2 separate regions of the Danio rerio genome follow, and region 1 is linked to region 2. The links are chromatin contacts, called in public HiCAR-type maps. All regions are on one chromosome and are shown on one strand. The core of a region is the stretch at or near the end of the contact, and the rest is flanking DNA. Distances in the headings are between cores, read along the strand shown. Region 1 holds the start of cry1a (cryptochrome circadian regulator 1a). Region 2 holds the start of cyb5r3 (cytochrome b5 reductase 3).

The links. HiCAR-type assays count read pairs that join an accessible place to other places.
Region 1: a HiCAR-type map of caudal fin shows a contact between it and region 2, with 6 times the contacts expected there. The contact joins the promoter of cry1a here to the promoter of cyb5r3 in region 2. A contact is called at or near these places in 3 of 18 Hi-C or Micro-C datasets (caudal fin, hematopoietic stem cells and an unstated tissue) and 3 of 4 datasets of contacts at active chromatin or transcription factors (caudal fin, embryo and gastrula embryo).

What each region holds. Positions count from the first base shown.
Region 1 is chr4:12,584,818-12,587,517 of GRCz12tu, reverse strand. cry1a (cryptochrome circadian regulator 1a) reads right to left here and starts at 1,282. Exons shown (of 14, transcript NM_001077297.2): 1 at 431-1,282. The coding sequence starts at 588. It also overlaps a transcript of btbd11a not described here.
Region 2 is chr4:12,382,105-12,384,804 of GRCz12tu, reverse strand. It overlaps cyb5r3 (cytochrome b5 reductase 3), which reads left to right and starts at 1,313. Exons shown (of 9, transcript NM_212685.1): 1 at 1,313-1,437; 2 at 1,736-1,861; 3 at 1,944-2,016; 4 at 2,113-2,219; 5 at 2,316-2,445. The coding sequence starts at 1,420. It also overlaps a transcript of btbd11a not described here.

The sequences.
Region 1 (2,700 bases), core at 33-2,532, 200 kb before region 2:
TATACAACAATATATTCCAATTTCATATCTATCTATCTATCTATCTATCTATCTATCTATCTATCTATCTATCTATCTATCTATCTATCTATCTATCTATCTATCTATCTATCTGGTTCATGCACAATTTGAAATTTCAATGCTTTTCTCAATATTTTACAATTTTCAATAAATAGTGGCAAATGCAGTAAAACCTTGGTAAAATAGATCCGGAGGGTGAAAGAGTACACAGATTTCAAATTCATTATGAGGTTTAAAATTATAATAATAATAATAGCACTCCATAGAAACAAAAATGAATGGCACTATACGATAAGAGTACAATAGACTAAATCAAAAGTGAATATTTTTGATTATAATAAATTAGACAAGAACGGATCTTGCAATGCATTCAATGCAAATACAAAATATTTGTCATCCGATCCCTTACCTCCACCTGCTGATCCCGACGTTGGAGGATCCTGCGAACCAGGGGTCGAGGATGTACACACAGCGGACACTGTGCGCTCCCAGAATAGAGTCTCTGAGTGAAGGATTGTCGTGGAGCCGCAAGCCCTTCCTGAACCAGTGGACTGTATTGACCACCATTACTCCACTAAAGTCCAGCTTTTAGTATGCAAGGGTTATTCTACAACACTCTCCAAAAAAGAAACTGCTCTCAAATGCGTAAACAAAAACGACAAATAATCTTACAAAATCACTATATATGCACGTTCAAATTATTCTGGATTTAATGAGAGAGAGAAAATAGTTAGCCTTGCTCCAACAAAACACTTTCCATCATTACGTCTAATAATTTGGAACACGACCTCAGATGAAGCATTGGGGCACGCGCTGGATACCCGCGCAACAGACGAATACGCGACCGGCTTTAGGACCAAGGCGCAACGCAAAGTACGCCTCCCTGTTGTATAACTTGTTTTTTCCGAATAACTTAAAATAATGAAAAACACGGTATATATACTATATCTCGCATGTAGAGAAAGTTGTGATTTGAGTTATGCGTAAAATGTCAATGCGTAGACTTACAGCTGAAGTCTATACGATGCGCGAGCCCGAATGAGCACGATTATGTAAATATTAATATTGGCTCAAACCTCTCGTATGAGCTTTTACAGGCAGCTGTCGCAAAATAAACCAATATCCCGCACGAAGAGAAGCCTCATACGAAGTATTCAGCGTGTCTTGTTTGTTTTCCTTCAATGTTATGTCCACTTGTAAATATTTTTCCAGAAGCGCAGGTTCCATACACTTTCAGCCATGCAATCCAGTCGGTCAACTTGACTCCACCTTGATGATTGCGCACACGGAGCAGCGCGCTCTGATTGGTCAAGCCCCAGAGTGACGCTGTTGATTCTCAGTCACGTTTCTTTGGTGTGATAACTTAAAACACCAAGTATAAATGCATTTAACTGCGTATTTAGTATAAACATTAGTCTTTATCTATTCTGTGTTATTATGCATGTAATTACGCATGTAATTACAAAGCTAAAACTTTAGTGTTTATGAAAAATATATTACTAGAAATATTATAGGGTGCATAGGAACTACTTGATGTTTGCATATGGAAAAACAGCAAGGCTTCGTTTTATGAATTGGTAGCACATGAAGACGGTTAAGGACTGTAGTGTGCTGTTCTCAAAGCTGATAGGTTGGAGCTGCAGTACCCGGATGGGCACATGAGAAGTGACATGATCAGGCTCGTGTCAGTGCGCGGTTTTTATTTCCTGCAGCAGGATGGCACTGTTGAGTCATGTTATGTACAAAAAAGTATTCCTTTCCAAGAAGTTTTGGTGCTTTTGGCTGTCTTTTAATGCACTGCATCAGTCTGTGGTCAGTTTTAGTTATATTCCCTGCATTTCTACAGGTCATGATGTTTAAACATCACTCATGCTATTTGATTTTATAAATGTGTGCATACATTTCTGCTCAGATGCTCACACACTCCTTGCAGAAGAGGCAAAATAGTCATGTTAGCCCTTTATTTTACAATACTCTTTCACATAGTATGCGCTGTTTATAGTCATTACATGAACTGGCTATGCACTATCCCTAAATCATACCCCTGAACTCAACCTTAACCTGTGTAGTTACCTTATATAAGCTAGTACTTTCTTAGTACACTATGCACACATGCTAAGTGCATGTACTGTAAAATGTTAAAGTAAAACTGCATTAATGATTTGAACATAATATCAGGTAATCTTTTATTTAGTTCTGCATTACACTACGAATGTTGCTGCCTACATTTTTTAGTTGAATCAAATTAACTTTTTAAGTCATCTCAACCTACATCAGTCAAACACACTTAAAATATTCACTTAAACTTCGTGGAACCTGATTAACTTAAAGTAATAATTTAAATAATCATAAATACATTTTGTCATTTCTTACAGTATAAATAATGTATTTTGCATAAAAGATGTGTCATATAAAAAATGACACTTTATTTTAAGGTGATGTAGTTACAGTGCAACTATTCATTTAACTTCTGAGTAATATTAATAAGTTATGTACTTACTATATGGTTGGGGTTAGAATGTGGATTAGCTTTAGGGTTAATAACATGTAGTTATGCATAATTCATTGTAACTACTATAGTAAGTGTATGGAACATCTGTAACCACACCACCAATTTCCTAACAATTTCCTTTTATTACATTTCTAAGGGTGACCTTGTTCAAAGGTTTGCCCTTGTAT
Region 2 (2,700 bases), core at 64-2,563:
TATATGACAGAAGAAAGTGGATGGGATAATTTTCATTAGGGTCAACTTAAAGAACTTTTTTTTTTCTCCATAACATGATGAACATTTCCACGGTGTGAAATTTTTAATCAGTGCAAGCTTCACCTGATATTTATTTGTATGGATTGAGCTCTATGATCTCTTAAACTGTTCCTGGACCTGCAGTAGCACACACTGTGGATCTCATCTGAGCCTCGTACAAGTCCAGCTATTTAAGAAGTTTCATCTGGATCTGAATGAACTGGATTTGAATGTTGTGTTTGGGTGTCCCAGGATCAGGTAATCTATTTCTCTTTTGTCCCATTTTCCTAGTTTTGATTTTGAACAACTTCTGATTGGTTCATCTCTGATGAGTTTCACTGTATATAAAGTGATTAATTACAATCAACATTAAATGTATAATGTTTTTTGTTTAGTAAGCATATATGGCTGCTTTCCTCTCATAATATATGGCTGTCTGGCAGTCAAAAGGATAAAAGGGCCCAAAGAGTCAGAACTATAACAAGAAATATGAGTTGCAGTTTGCTTGTAGGCCTGCAAAGCCAAGCATAGCTCTAGATAATAAAAAATAAAACTGCATGCAAATTACTTAAAGAACACAACAGTAACATTTAATTATGGTTCACTAACTGAATGTAACATTCACTTTTCATAAAATATTTGCAGTTTTATGCACGTTTGGGCTAAGAACGTGCATTTATAGATGTGACCAGCAGACGTCAACAGTCTAGACTCTAGATAGAACCATTCCAAATAGTGAATCATTTTAAGCTGTAATCGATTCAATTGATTCAAAGTTTTGAAAGATTCATTTCTCACGGTACTAAGTGGAAATTATTTGTAATAGTATTAATTTTACCTTGAAATACTTACAAACACACTTGAACAAATTCTGTGCATGGTTTACATTCCCTGCTTTATAAATTAGTTTGCTTTATGTTGGAGTTGGGTGATCAGCCCAGTAAGACCGAGAACTGCTACTCTAAATATATATATATATATATATATATATATATATATATATATATATATATATATATATATATATATATATATATATATATATATAATTATTATTATTATTTAAAAGAAAATTATAAAAAAAATATCCAAACCACATACAGGCTGGTTTATGTAACAGAGATCGCCTCCTAGCGCCGAAATAGTGAAACGTCAAAATGATTCAAAACAGTTATGTCGTATCGAGTCCTCGTTACTGAAGATTCGACTCGCAAAGGTTTCAAAGCTCAACGTAATGACGTCACTAGTATTTCGCCCTCTCCAGGAAGAGCTTGTCACTTTGACAAGGCTGCTAACTTTCTAGTAAAGCTATTATTAGCCTGTAAGTGTTATTATCATTCAGTGATACTTGACAGAGTACCGTAAACACCACAGGAGAAAATGTCTTTCATCTTTAACGTGAGTAAATTACAATAAATTAAACAAAAAAACTTGCAGAACAGTCGTCGTGTTTTATGCAAAACGCAACTGTATTTTCGACTGCAATGTCATATTTGCTAGTTTAAAATTATATTTCATCGCATTAAATGATGCTAACTGCATTGGTAGTTTGTTGACAGTCTGTTTTGCAAACAATCGTCAGTTTGCTTCAGCCTGTGCAGAACACACCCTCAATAATTGATCCATGGGTGTTTTCGGCTTATTACTGCATGACTAGTGAATGTTTTAATGTCCTCTTTTCTGTGTGTTGTTGTAGCTCATCACTGGTAGCTGTCAATTCGTGCTTGATTTTCTCCGAAGACTCTTTGGTTTTAAGTCGAGACCAGCCATCACCCTTGAAGATCCCGATGTAAAATACCCATTGCGTCTTGTTGACAAAGAGGTGTGGTTGCTTCAAAACAATATGTGCATAATATAACATTTCTTAAGTATCAGATGCTTTACATCCCTCTTTCTCTCTTAAGATTATAAGCCATGACACAAGAAGATTTCGATTTGCTTTAAAATCACCCGATCATGTTCTTGGACTTCCTATTGGTGAGTGTAATGTGTATATATATGCAAATACACCCTGCAAATATGTATATTATTATTGTACACATACCTTTAATATGTTTATATTTACATTTAAAGGTCAACACATCTACTTGTCTGCCAAAATTGATGGCAACCTTGTGGTGAGGCCTTACACGCCGGTGTCTAGTGATGATGATAAGGGCTTCGTGGATCTAGTTGTCAAGGTATAACATTCTTGTGTGTATATAATTAATTAATATCATTGTAAAATAAAAAGTTTTTTTGGAGGTTTAAATGTTTTGTTGCCTTATTTATTTCAGATATACTACAAAAATATCCATCCAAAGTTTCCAGACGGAGGCAAGATGTCCCAATACTTGGAGAGCCTTCGCATTGGTGACACAATTGATTTCAGGGGACCAAGTGGACTGCTGGTTTACAAAGGCAAAGGTTTGTAGTCAGCTGAAAAAATGTAGACAGTATTGAAATCCACTCAGTCTGAGAAAGCTAAGAAAACATCTGCTTAAATTGATGTAAAACCTGAAAAAATGACTGCATATGAATAGACTTAATATAACACTTTATTTTAATGGTCTATTTGAGTATTAGTAAACTAAATATCTTAATGTTGATACTTCTCCTTTAACAGACTTTTAACTGACTATAGGAAACTTTGCAAGTACAAGTCAACTTACGCTAACCCAA